2 separate regions of the Sus scrofa genome follow, and region 2 is linked to region 1. A link is a contact called in public HiChIP or PLAC-seq data. All regions are on one chromosome and are shown on one strand. Each heading gives the region's core, a stretch centred on a gene start, on an enhancer-like site or on the middle of the called end of the contact. The rest is flanking DNA. Distances are from core to core; before and after follow the strand shown. Region 1 overlaps ARHGAP26 (rho GTPase-activating protein 26). Region 2 overlaps LOC110259527 (a long non-coding RNA gene).

Region 1 (7,087 bases), core at 2,033-4,532:
ACACTTACCCCTTGTCCTGGGAGCTGAGTGGGTCGGGGGAATTTTGTTAACAGTGTGAAAATCTCCGAAGGTGGTGTGGATTGATTCCATGTGACAGCTTGTTTGGTGCAGGGGAGAAGGGGAGCAAGGCGGGTTAGGGCTACTTGTTCCTAAACCAGTGAGCTCCAAATCTGGGCTGTGACTCAGCAGCACCTATAAATTATGTGCACAAATGAGGGGAACTAGCGGCATTAACTCAAGATGGCTCATAAACTTAACCATAAAAGCGAAAACTATAAAGCTTCCAGAAGAAAGTACAGGGCCAGATTGTAGCAACCTGGAAGGAGCATTGGTTTCTTAATAGGATACAGAAAGCAATGGCTCTGCCAAAAAAGAAAGAGAAAGTTGATTTCATTAAAATTAAAACCGTGTGCTTATCAAGACACTGCTGAGAAAGTCCATTAGCCTGCCACAGAGGGGAGAGGAGATTTGCAAAACATCCTTCTGATGAAGGACTTAGGTCCGGAATGTAGGGAGAGCTCATAAAACTCAGTAATAAAAAGAATAACTCAAGGAAAAAATGGGCAAAAGACTCAAAGAGACACTTGGCGAAGGAAGACTAAGGTTGTCCAGTAGGCACAAGAAAAAGTGCCCAGCATCATTAGTCATCAGGGAAATGCAGCTGAGAACCGTAGGGAGAGACGTCGGGGTACCCAGAGGGGCTCAGATGAAGACCTACAGCAGCAGGGGTTGCCCAGTGCGTGGGGCACTGAGAACTCTCATACCTTCTTGGTGGGAGAGTAAAATGAACATTTGGGAAAAGAGCATGGCCGTTTCTCATTTCATTACAAATTTTTCAAAACAGCCTGTCCCATAATCCAGCAATTCTAGTCCTAGATATTTACACAAGAGAGATGAAAACACATGTCCCCAAAAAGTTGTACGCACAAACCTTCAGAGCAGCTTTCTTTATGATAGTGAAAGGGGGAGCAGCCTGGGTGTCTGTGACCAGGGGAATCGATACACAGTGATAGAGTCAAATAATGCAATAATATTACTCAGCCATAAAAAGGACCAAAGTTGGGAGTTCCCATGCGGCTCAGCGGAAACGCATCTGACTAGTATCCATGAGGATGCAGATTCGATCCCTGGCCTTGCTCAGTGAGTTCAGGATCCGGTGTTGCCATGAGCTGGGTGTGGTGTAGGTGGCAGCTGTAGCTCTGATTTGATCTCTGGCCTGGGAACTTCCATATGCTGCGAGTGCGGCCCTAAACCCCCCCACCCCCAAAAAAAGAGGACTGAAAGGATTCAGGCTGTAACCTGATGACTCTTGAAAATTTTATGCTGAGTGAGACAGGGCAGCCATGGGGAGTGTGCTCAGAACGAAGCCATTTGTAGGATATTCTAGAACAGGCGAGACCAATGGGAACAAACCAGGATGCAGCAGTGTGTATGCAGTGGAGGGTGCGTGTGTGCGTTTGGGGGTGAGATGCAAAGAGGCTGGGAGAGAACTGTCCAAAGTGACGGAAAAGTCTCTGCCTCGATGGGGGTTCAGGGCACATGCTTGTGTGGACCTGTCACCCCTCACGTAAGAATTGTGCTTTCTTGTAGGTAATCTCACCTTGAAAAGACTGATCAAGAAATACTGAACCATAGCAAATGATACACATACTGAAATCTCTAGATGAGAGGTCCTGACGTCACTGTGCGTCTCACTTGAGAATTTATCACAAACTGAGATGCACTGGCGGGTGATAGGCAGATGCCTAGAGATGTGAGCTATAAGGCAAACGGAACAGTCTGTTCACACCTGCAGCATGGAGGTGATGGATTTAAGGGCGCTCCCTGTCAGTTCTTTCTCTTCTCCTGTATGTTGGAATATTTTTCAGGAGTTCCCAGTGTGGCTCGGCAGGTTAAGAACCTGACAGAGTGTCCATGAGGATGTGCCTTTGATTCCTGACCTCGCTCCGTGGGTTAAGGATCTGGCGTTGCCACAGCTGTGGCATAGGTCGCAGAGGCGACTCAGATCTGGTGCAGATGTGACTGTGGGGTAGGCCTGCGGCTGCACCTCGACCCCTGGTGCTGGGACTTGCCTATGCTACAGGTGTGGCCTTAAGAAGAAAAAAGGAAGGAGGGAAGGAGGGAAAAAAGGAAAGAGGCAGTTTTTTCAACGTGAATGCTGGGTGGAGAGGGTGTCACTGTCGTTGTGGCTGGCCTGATCCCAGTCCCCAGTCGGTCTGCCCGTCTCCCCAGGAGTTGGAAGTGGACCACGCACTGCCTGTGATGGAGCGGTGAGGACCCTGAGAGGGAGGCGGGGTATAGCTTCCTGAAGACGAATGCATGATCCCCGGGGAGCCAAAGACCAAATGTTCCTTTTCCAAGGCCCCAGGCTTACCCTCGACCCCCATCACTGTGCAGGAAATCCTGTGGGGCCTTGATAAACCTCCTGGCTTTCACGCTGCGTGGAGACGAGGAGGGGCTCCACCTGAGAACTTCGAAGCTCTGTCGAACGAAAGAGTGCTGGCATCTGCCCTCCTGCTTGGCAGACCCCCTTCTGTTCCTTGGAGACTGTCGGGAAATACAGAGTTCCCTTGTGTCAGAGAGCAGGGGATCCCGTTGCAACAGCTTGGGGTGAGGACATCCAAGAGTGAATATTTCCCTGGCCCCTTGCTGCCTGTGCATGGGTCGGCATCAGGCTCATTCCTAGATTTAGGATAGAGCGAGCATTCCAGGGAGTCCCGCTTTGAGACGTCCATCTAGAAATGCATACTCTGACCTCGTCGTCGTGTGAGACAGGAAAAAGTCACCTGTGCCTGTGTCGGATAAACTTGCCTCTTGCCTCCCAAAGGGGCATTGTGGGCCTTGATGAGAGCAGCGTAAATGCCACTGAAGTCTTCCGGAGGATGGGACGGAGGCGCTGGACGTTGAGGGGGTGGTTTTTGTGCAGTGACTCACTCTCTGGCTGCCCTTCCCCTCGGGCAGGGCCCTGCTCTGGCAGCAGGACCTCACGTGCTTCTACCTCAGCATCACGTACAGTGGACCCAAGAATTGCTCATTTGCAGTTTTCCAAAGCACAGAAGAACAAGGCTCCTTCTTCTGCTGATGGAGCTGTGTCACTTTTTCCAAAGACATGGAGGTGGGGGGGGCGGGGGGAAGAGGGTGGAGGGGGCAGGGGTGGGAGCCCAGAAAGACCTCCTCTGTTGAAGATGGCCGTTTTTCTGTCTGAGCGCTGGGGAGGGAGTCTCTCCGCTCCCCCAAGGAAACCCTGCGCGGATGGGCTAGTGGGTTCACACCCTTTTGAACGTTACATCAGCTTGAAGCCGGGAAGTGTTACAGCCAGGAGAGTCCTCGCATTATGAGCTGGCACATCTTACAGGCACGTCGGCGCACACGCCCTCTGTGTCACTGCTGTGCGTGTGACATCGGGAGAGCTTGTGGTCCTTTCCATTGCCTTTAAATTTTCCTGAAACACTTGATGGACTTGAACATTACTTAGATTTTTTTTTTTTTAATTCCCCTCTTTGGCGTCCCGTTTCTGTTGACCTTGGCTGTGACTCTGATCTCGGGTTGAAAGCTAGGGAAGTTGCTTCTAGGGGTTTTCAGAATTTCTGAATATGAAATGCAAGGAAGTTGCATAATGTGGCAGAGTTTCCTCTTCTTGTTGCTTGCATGTTACCCAAAATACAGTAGTTCCTTCTAGAAGCTTAAAGGAATTTGGCAGGTCTCACCCTCGGATGGTCTATTGTGGCCTTGAGAGTCAGTGTTACCCTGATTTGAGGTCAACTTTTTTTTTCTTGAAGTCAAACAACAAAGCTTCCTGAATTATAACTATGGCAACAGTGTTTAGGTAACAGGCAAATCAAAGTCCTGTGGGGGCAGGGAGTAGCCACAACAGAGAGTGGTTTTAACTGTGCCATCGCCGTGCTTGGGCTTAATTCACCAGGCCTGGGGACACGTTCAAGTAATCAGCCTACCTGCTTGCTGGGTGTCTGGGGAACCGACCCTGTCCACGCTCCAGGAGGAGCTGTTTCACCTTTTCCCGAATATTCTTTCCGCTTCATTCGAGATGGCTCACGGCAGGGCAGTGAGTGCCAGCAACACTCCAAGTGGGAAGTGTCGCTGTAAGAATGAGCTGCTCGTCGGGGTCATTATGACCCGATTCTGACCCACGGAGGAACGCTCGGACAGAAGCAGGGCATCCTGGGTCTGAAGCCCCCTGTCCCTCAGTCAGGAGCGCCTCCTCAGACTGAGTGTGTACCCAGCAGGTGTAAGAGGCCGGTGGAGCCCCGCGGAAGCGAGACGCGGAACCGGCCGTCGGGGATTGACGTGGAAATTAGAGATCATGGAGAATGAAAAGCTCTATCCTGAAGTATTAAATTCTATAAAGTAGGCTGCAGAGCAGAGAGGGGGTCTGAGGGAGGTTGCAGCCATTAAGTAAGGTGGGAACTCGGGGACGGGGGGGTAAGGAGAGGAAATGACATCTTGGAGAGCTTTCAGACATGCTGAAGCGCTTTTGAAACCTCCTGGGACTCCCACCAAGTACTATCCCTGAGCACTGCTCTCCCCTAAGCAAACAGGAATGTGCCGGAACCTACTGAAGGCGCCCAGTGGCAAAGGCCATACCCCAGGCGCCCAGGGCCCGCAGCACCCTCCGTCTGGCACCCTTGCCTCAGCCAAGCCCCTTTCCCTTTGTTTGGAATCTGTCCAGCTCTGGTACAGGTGAGAGGACAGGCTCCCAACAATGAAGCCTCAAATGAAGCTGAATGTGTCACCCCCGGATGCCCTGGGCCCTTTTCTGGACGAAACAGGACTTTGTTCTGTGTGCGGGAAGGACAGTCTCTGCCTTAGCGGCCTCTGGGGAGCTCTTAGCTGGCGGTTCTTTTTATCCAGCTCAACTCTGCCTTCCTGGGACTCCACCCTGGCTTTGATCTCCTGCAGACTAGCAGGTCTCCCCCTTCGTCCACGTCCACGTGGCAGCCCTTTGAGTCTTTGAAGACCGACATTGCGGTGTCCTGAAGGCTTCTCTTCTCCAGCCGGAGCTGGGGTTTGGGGACACATGCATCGGGCAGGAGCAAAATGTCTGATGGGTGAGAGCAGAGACAGGATCCAGCAAGAGCGGGGAGAAGGCCAGTGTCAAGGTCAAATGAGAGGGCAGACCCTGACCTTGGGCAGTAGGAAGGGACATGGGTGAGAGGGGCAGGTTCCAGATCCACGGCAGTGCTAGAGCAGGTGGATCTTGGCCCCGGGTGGGTATGTGGGGTAGAAGGAAGGGCACACTCAGGGGTGACGTGAATGCGCTTTCTTCCAGCCTCTGCTTTGCCGCTTCTTTTTCTTTGTTCTTCGCTCTAGAGGGCCCTATGAAGCTTAACTAGGCTTTTCTCTCATGAACTTTTTTTTTTTTTTGTATTTGCCACAACTCTTGGCTGCAAGCAATAGGAACACAATCCTTTACAGGGATGGATATTGTTGGTTCATTCATGGGAAGAGCGGGGGTGACACAGACGCATTTAGGTTAAAGGCTTCAACATGCCATCAGAAGCCCCTCTCCCTGCATATCTGGGCTCCACCTTGGCCTGTTTTCAGGCTCTGCCTTTGCGATGGCAGAGTCAGCCACGGAACCTCTAGGCCTGTATCCTACTGTCCTAGCAAGACGGAAAGGCCTCATCCCCTAGTTGTGATAGAAAGTGTTAAAAGCCAGTCTCGTTGACTGCCTTTGGCCTGGGGCGAATCACATGCACCCTAGGATGCAAAGTCGGGATCCCCCAGGCAAACCTGAAGATGGAATTGGGCTCAGCCTCCCCAGCCCAAGCAGCATGGGCTTGGTGGTAGGGTGGCTCCCAAGGAAACAGGAACATGCATGCCGAGCAGAGGGAGTGGGAGCAGGCGTTCCGAGCCCTTGGCTGCCCCCGTGTTACTGAGGCATCATCCGGGAGGCAAATCTTTGACAGCCAGAGGCACAAAGCAGCAGGCTATGCTGGAACGAATGGAACAGAAAGTGTGTTTTTCTGTCCACCTTCATTGTCTTAGTCATGTTGAGCAGCAGGCAATTATTTCTGTTCACCAGCCTGCTGGCGTGATGGCCAGCAAGGCTTCCAGGGCCCCCAGAGACTGGCCAGTTGGCTTTGGGAGCGCAGTCGTCTGGTCACGTGTGCTGGGCCATTTTCCAGGAGATGGCTTTGTGTTGAGGTGCCTCTGTTGCCTGGAGGGGCCGGGGGAGGGTGTTGCTCAGCACCGTGAGCTGCAGTTACCCCTCTCTGGTGACCCATGGACTCTTAGTGACCTCATGGACTCTTAGCATCGCTTGCTGTCCATGGTCAGGTGTAGAGCTCACATTCCATGGTGAAAATACCCCAGAAAGTAAATGGCTGTGTGAGGGATTTTGGTAGCCTCGCGTTAAGCCGGATAAAGTAAATCTGCTTCATTCTGGCTCATGATTGGAGCTGAATTGCGTATTTCCCTTTTTCTCTAAGGTGGAGATTCCTAGAGAACCTGCCGCTTGTTTGGAAGCATGACACACGCTCACCCAGCAATGACACATCCGGCTTCCTTTTTCTGTCTGGCTGATGCTTCAGTGCGTTGTCCTCATTGCTTCATCATGGGGACTTTTAAAGAAAGTTTTCCATCGCTCTTGTTTCCTCTGCTCACAAAATGTCCATCCAAGTTGATGCGTATTGAGTGGCCTGCTCACTTGCAGTTACTAAACCTCTTTGCATGTAATTCTGCAGGGCAAGAACCAGGCCTTCATGTTTGTTCAGGAGTAAGTCACAGGGAAGAGCCATCAGATATATTTTTATTGGTTTCGCTTTCGAAAGACCTCCCTGAGACAGTAAATGCTGTACCGGGAGCCATGGGGTGGGCGAGCCCGAGGACGCATTGCCAGGTGAGAATTAGAAAAGCAGTAGTGGCCACCTGACATTGTTCCCTGGAGGAAGTCGCCTGGGCTGTGGTGATGAGAGGCATGTTTCTAATGCGAGAAGGAGGAACCAATGCACAGCTCCCAAGCTCTGGCCCTTTGAGTTAAGGCGCATCCTTATCTGCTCCAAGCTCTTCAGATTGGTTTTATCCCCACAGGCTTAAGACTCAAACAGTTCATTCTTTTTTTTTTTCT
Region 2 (7,087 bases), core at 1,443-3,942, 960 kb after region 1:
CTGGGTCAGTCACATGGCTCTGTGTCATCTTCCTGCCACTTCTTGCCAGTATACCCCCTACTGTCCTTCCTCTACAGAGTAGACTTTCTAAAATATAAACTGGATCAAGCCACTCCTCTACTGTAAAATCCCCAGCGGTTTCCATTATTTTTGCATAAAATCTAAATGCTTCCTATGGAATACAAGGTGATCTGATCTCTACTGACTTTTTGATCTCAGGTTTCTTCATTTTCTCCATCATCTACTAGCTTTCAGCCAAACTGGCCTTCTCTCTGTCACTCAAACACACTAAACTGTTCTCTTCTGAAAGCCTTTGCATGTGTGCTTTCTTCCATATGCAACATGCTTTCTCCAAATCCTTGCAGAGTGGACTTCTATTTACTCAGCCATTAATCACAAGCTACCTCCTCAAAGAGGCTACCCCAGATCCCTCTAAAGCCCGGGGTTTACCTACCACTCTGTCTTTCATGTAGCATTTATCAGTACCACCTATTATCATTTTTGTGTATTTATCCATATGTTTTGTTTTCTATCTCCTCACTAGAATGCAATCTCCTTGAGTGCAAGGCTTCTGTAGACCTTACTCACCACTCTATCTGTAATACCTAGAAGAATGACCTGCTATAGGAGACACACAACAAATATCTCTTGTCTAAGGAATAAATGTAAATGACTGCTATGACTGATTGTATCACGTAATTTTTTTCTAAAAGTTGGCAAAATCTTAAGCCAAATAAATTTGATTTTATGGATGGAATTGAAGCATTGGTATGCTGGATGGAGGAGAAAGAGAACAGCAGTAGCTTCCAGCCTGCATCCGTCAGACCACATGAACTTGCCTGGTGTTCTTGCTTCTTGCCTTCACCTTCCTGCCTGGAGGCGTTCCGTCCTGGCAAGTTGATGACCTGACCCTCCCGTGTCAAGCCTGTTCTCCATAAGCTTCTAGGAAACCTTTCTGCCTGCCAACTCCCTGCCACCCTTCTAGATAACTCAGTGGGAATTCTTTTCCCACCAGCCCTCAGAACCAACTATATAATTTGCATGTCCCAAGGCAAAATGAAAATATGAGGATCCTTGTTCAAAATTATGAAGACTTTCAAGATGGGGACAGCAGAGCATTAAGCCAAGCGTGGATCCCTTCTAAGCCCAGGGCCCTGGTGACTGCACAGGTCACATGCCTTTGAAGGCAGTCCCTTAGCTGCTTCTTTTCCATCTGTAGGCCATTTTCTCCCCCACACATCTTCCAACACGCCTGCCCCTGCCCAGCTTCTCCTCAATCCTGACTTCTCTCTCTTGACTCCTATCCCAAACACAACACTAACCCAGTGTGTGAAAGGTAACACACTGCAGTGAAGAGAAAAATGGGCAGAGTGAGCTGGGAGCTTGAAAACTCAGAGAATGAGGGTGGAACACAAAGTCTGGGAGGTAGGAAAATATTTTCTCACATGGCAGCAGGTAACAATCACCCGCAGCTTAAAAATCCCCGGATTCTAACGTGTTGATGTCTTTACAATCCCCCTAATTATTTTTGTTCATAAAAGGGATTAGACCCACAGTGAGAATGGTGCTTTGTAGTAGTTAATTAGCTTGACATTTATTATGGTCACAGATTTCATCTTTTTTATGTTGCCTAGAGGGAAAAAAAAATCTATCTTGTTATTCCAAATTCCCTGAGTCCCTTTTCCTTAATCTGTCCATGAACCGAGCTGTACAAATTTCCACTGTTTCATTGCCTGTTTCATTCCACTGGGAGAGATGCATTTCGAATCTGAGTTCATACATGAGGAATGAAGCACAGCTCTTTGCCAGCAGGCCTGGAATTCAGCCCTTTTCAGTGCATCCAGGACTTGAGCAAAGCTTAGTTAAAACTAAAGAAATGAAGGAAAATATTAGGGCAACCACAGCAAACTGTGTGGGCTCAGACACGTGTGTGCCAGTGTCTTCCCTTCGATGGCTACCTACATCTGATGGGTCAAATGTAGTTTTCTCCTCTTCCCTCCAGGACTTCTTCAAATAACATGTGTCACCACCCACAGGCAGTCAGGTCAGTGGATAAAGTTTTTAGTTCTTTAAAGCTTTCAGTGAATCTCATTTCCATATGAAAAAGAAATAGGCTGCTTCTTCTTTCTTTCTTTTGGGACATTATAGTTGCCTCTCTCCTTTTCCCCTAACTTCCCAGTGATTTTTTTTTTTTTTCTAAACAAAGTCTGACTCTGACCTATTTTGGTGACTTGGATCTCCATGGAGATGCCTGAATTCTTAATTTAAAATATCTTCTGTCCAATTCAAACTACCCATTTACTTGAACAGTGAAAGCAGGCACTGAGCGAGTATTTCTGAGAAGACAAAAAAGCTAGAATGCAAATTATCTGAGGTGACATCAAGAGGCAGCCACTGCCTCTTGGCACCATCTGTTTTTCAATAAACCTTAGTTCTAAAGTGGAAGGAACTATTTCATCCAGCTTTCACCAAGGGCCTATGCCTTTTCTGTGGCTGGATGAATCCCGAAACTAACTTTAAACTGACACCAGGCCTCTGAGCCCTTTCTCTAGCATTCCGTATTACAGAGCTGGTTTACAGTCCAAAGGCACCTCCAAGTCCACAGGAAGCAGTTGCTGCATGAGTCAGTATGGTGTCCCCTGGGTCAATTTAGACCCCATTTGTCACTAAGCAGAAAAAAGTCCGAGCCAAGAATCAGCAAGTAAGAGTAAGCCATTCAAATTAGACAGAGCAGAAGGAGAACATTTCTTGAAAGGCTGCAATAGTAACTCCCTGAACCCATGAGCAGGAATTGGTCCTTATGAGACACTTAGCCAGGCACAAGCTCTGCCCTCCCCCATCTCTATCCCCCCCCCTCTTCCTCTCTCACTCACATACTCAATATCAGTATACACAGTAGGCTAAAGTGTGGACTCTGGAGCTAAACTTTCTGGGTTTGAATCTTAACAAATCTTTGCCTCATTTTTCTTTTCTGTAAAACCATACATAATAACAGTATTTACCTCAGGGTATTGTAAGGATTAAATGAGTTAATGCCCATAAAGTGTTTTGCTCAACACTTTGTATCTATTAAGCTCCCTTCAAACTAAGTTTCCTCTGCTTGTTGATCAGTACTCACAGCTCAAGCACTGAGCAAATATCAGTCCCTGTTCTGATTTTTCTAAGGTCTAAATTCTCTGCTAATTGGCTCTGCTATGCTGAGGGACAATTCCATACCACCCCGAACCCCCACCCCTCCTCCCAGGGAGGGAGCTACTCTTGGTCCAATTGTCTGGATTAAAGGGGAGGGCACTGGGGCCATATTAGCAGGAGCTAATATGTCACTGCATGACAGGTGCTGTTCTAAGAACTAGTCCTTATTAATTCATTACAACTCCACAGCAGTCACTATGAATAGCCTCACTTATAAAGTGAGGGCCTATTAAAATGATGAAATGAAAGTCACAGAAATAATAATGGCAGAACCAGAATTTAAGCACAAGACCCATGGCCTTAAGTAGGTCCTCATATCCTCACTCCTAGTAATGAAGAGGACTCTCAGGAAGGAGGCGTAGACAGACTTAACAAGAAGGGGATTGTAGACAGGGAGGAATGGCTAGCCTTGCTTGTTCAGGAGACTCTTGAGGGAGTACATCTTTGAAGAAGGCAAAGTCTCCATGTTAAATCCTGGCGAGACCTGAAACCTCAGGTAGCAGAATTATTTGACTCTAAGTTGCCATGGACTTGGAGAGAGCTGCTAGAATCATAGAAGATTCAACACTGCATTTTGTTAGGTTCTTAAATACAATTTTCTATAGGCATTTGCAGCATATTCTTGTGAATACATAGGCATGTATTTCTATGAATGTGTTTTTATGAGTAGAGATGTATATAACCCTACGAATATACACATTTACAATTTATATGCATAAATGTCTTATGCTGTGTGGCTATGTACAGTATCATGGGAATTCTTAAACCCAAGTATCACATAAGGTTAAATTTAAAGGGATTAGATCTGACTCATTTATATTCTAGTAAAGATAAAAAATAAAATAACCCTCTAGTCATAGGATTATAGTCTTGATTCTCAGCTTCAGAATCATCCATTGAACTGATAAGAATAGAAAGAGATTTTTGAGTTTTTATAAAGTGACATAGTTCTCTTTTCCTCTTTGGATCTCCAGCCATTTTTATTTTTCTTCTCTTCAAAAAAAGAAATCTTATTTTAATTCCTTTACCTAACTCTTCTCACCCCCCACTGGCATCACACAAATCTACCACTTCTGAAATGCTTCTTTGTTGCAGACACAAACCTTCTCTGTACATAAGAATCAGACACTGAAAAAGCATCTGCAGCTTTTCCAGCCCCAGTGGAAAACTCGAACCCCTGTAAATGGGATCCAGCCATCTCAAAACATCCCAGGAATTTAATGTCTGAAAAGGGTCCAGATTCAATGAACTGTTTTAAACTCCTTCACATTCCATAAGTAAAATGACTGTGTCCTGAAAAGGTTCAGATTAACTTGTTCCAAAAATGTTAGACTGCCACCCATGTTCAAACTGAATTCGCAATGGAGGAAAAACATAAGAAAAGCAGGATGTATGTCTGCCCTTAAGAGTCTTAAAGTTAAGAAGAGGAAGTACAGAAACTGTCCGTCAAGGGAGAACATGTTAGGTAAGGGTCAGGGTAACTATACCTTCTCATTGTCATGTCACACGTTTGAAAACTAGGATTTTTTTTTTTTTTCCCTTGGCCATGCCTGCAGCATGTGGAAGTTCCTGGGCCAGGGATCAAGCCCAGGAAACAAAGGTAACCTGAGCCACAGCAGTGACAATGCCGAGTTTTTAACCACTAGAACCACCAGGGAGTTCCTGAAAACTAGAATTTTTAATGGCTTGATGAAAAGATTCAAAGGAACACTAAAACAAGTTAGCAGTAACTTCAATAACATAGGACAGGAAAAAATGCCTCCCAGTGAGGGGAACACATTCACAGGACAGCATTAGCATTCCTGTCAACCCTTCAGTTTCTGCCGAATGATCAGAAAGCTTTACTGCCCGACCCTGTCCTCTGTGGATAATCGCAGGCAGAGTCCTTGGAGGTTCCAGTGAGGAGGCCGTCTCTCTTTCACGCCTCGACTTTGCTCTGCGCTCTTCGACGTAGGTCTACCATCTTATCTCTTACATTAAATTGGGCCAAACTCTGCACCATATCACACGCGGCCCTTAGCTGAAATACCCCATCCATGCACAGCACTGTACCGTCATATTGCCTCAACTGCAAGGAAATACAAATAATTTACGTCACCTTGGCGCTTTTGTTAGCAGTGGGTGGAATAACCAACTGTCCCAATTTGCCCAGAATTGAGAGGTTTCCTGAAATGCAGCATTTTAGCTGACAAAATGGGAAAGCCTCTCACAATACACAGGAAACTCAACTCAGCCTGGCTCAGTGTAAAAAGAAAATCATTGCTTTACATAGAGGAGGAGACCGTAGCCTCGGGCCTGAGCAGATCCAGAGGCTCAAAGATCACCACAACGCAGTCTCCTTCCTGCTCTTGGTTCTGTTTCCTGTTCTCTTCCCATTCTGTGCTGCCTTGAATCTTAAATCTGCATGGCAGCATGACAGCTTGAGGCCTAAAACCTGCCAGATCCAAAGACAGCAAAAAACGGAAGGCTTCTTTCTTCTATTCTCGACAATTTAATGAGGGCCTAGTTTTTACAGGTTTGAACTGGGGCATGTGCTTGTTCTTCAACCGAATCCTGAGCCAAAGGGAAAGAAATGCAGGTTTGCTGAGGCCTCGTCTCAGGCCCACTTAGACATCCAGGACTGGAGTCAGGCCCATCCAAGCCAGGGGAACCATGAGGGAAGGCAGGCAGATTCTCCAAAGGAAATCCAGAAGCAGAAACACGTGGACTCAAGAAAATCAAAAAATATATTCATAATTCATGCAACAAAATATGGTGGTATTGCTGAATGACTCTTTTGCAGAACAGATCCGTTCAGAACTGCTGGCTTGAGAAAGACTCATAGTGGGCGTGGTGGGAGGAGAATGTTGACTGGAAGAGACCATTGACTCAGGGAGATGGGTAACCAGCTGGGCAGAAAGGGGGATGCGTGCACATCAATAATTCACTAACACTGATCCTTTTGACTTTAGGAGAGCTTTTTTTAGAGATCTTCCATTGCTTTTGCTAAGCTTCATTGTGAAATTTTCTGAATTCTGTAATTACTCATTCCTATTCCCAGGCAAAGGCCTCAGATGTAGCTAACCACAGACAGGGAGAAGGCAGAAGCTTCAAGGATGTCAGACCAGGTTTGGATTTGGTTAGTTCTGGGCCAGTATCTGCACTGGAATTTGTTCAAATTGCCTCATCTGTTTTTGAATGAAATGACAAGAAGAAAAGCTTGGCTTTCTCATAAAGTCATAAAATTCATTTCACCCCAGCGAGGCCAGAAATTTTGGAACTTTCAATAAGAATGAAATCTTAATTAAAAATAAGAGAAATGATTGCCAATCATATTCTCTAAGTGACTTCATAGATTCTCTGGGGGGGGTGGTTAATGGCTCAATTCTATGTAAAATAAAAGTAAAAACAGGTGTTATTAAGACTGCACCTTATCTGAATCATAGGCAGGGAAGGATAATGAAATAATCTCTTAAAACGTCTTGGTGCTCCCAGGAATGAAACAACAGCCAAGTCTCAGAGTTCCACAGGTGGCCTCTTCATCTTAAGTTTCCTTGTGAATAAAGTATTTTTAATTTCTAGCCTTCTTTTTGCTTTCACATACAATGTCCTCATTTGGTTCTTATAACAGACCGGTGAGGTTGGAAGAGAATCTGTTCCATTTTGCAGATAGGAGCAGCTGGTGTGCAGAGTGGTGAAAGAGCTTAGCCAGGGTTACACAATGGGTTCATCGATGTAAGACCACCCACCAAGGCTTGTGATTTTTTGGTTATAACCACCAAATACCATCCCTGGTAAGCTGGGAAAGTTGGTAGTTTGGCTTCTCCAAAACTAGACTGTGGCATGCCCACATATGGAGTAATTTGTTCATTCTTTCATGTATTGAATGCCAACTCTGTTCTAAGGACACTGCTGG

What was found. HiChIP or PLAC-seq counts read pairs in DNA pulled down with a chosen protein or histone mark.
Region 2: an H3K27ac HiChIP or PLAC-seq map of skeletal muscle shows a contact between it and region 1, with 3 times the contacts expected there. The contact joins two enhancer-like sites. A contact is called at or near these places in 1 of 47 Hi-C or Micro-C datasets (subcutaneous adipose tissue) and 1 of 2 datasets of contacts at active chromatin or transcription factors (skeletal muscle).

What each region holds. Positions count from the first base shown.
Region 1 is chr2:144,553,224-144,560,310 of Sscrofa11.1, forward strand. All of the region lies in intron 11 of ARHGAP26 (rho GTPase-activating protein 26), which reads left to right. Among named protein-coding and RNA genes, the nearest start is that of ARHGAP26, 260 kb to the left of the region's middle. Within about 2 kb of position 3,283, at least 28 of the 83 cell types and tissues checked have an H3K27ac peak or open chromatin away from gene starts, as enhancers often do. A contact at or near this core is called in skeletal muscle and subcutaneous adipose tissue, where this site is marked.
Region 2 is chr2:145,515,934-145,523,020 of Sscrofa11.1, forward strand. The region is part of intron 2 of LOC110259527 (a long non-coding RNA gene); the gene reads right to left. Among named protein-coding and RNA genes, the nearest start is that of YIPF5, 150 kb to the right of the region's middle. Within about 2 kb of position 2,693, at least 18 of the 83 cell types and tissues checked have an H3K27ac peak or open chromatin away from gene starts, as enhancers often do. A contact at or near this core is called in skeletal muscle and subcutaneous adipose tissue, where this site is marked.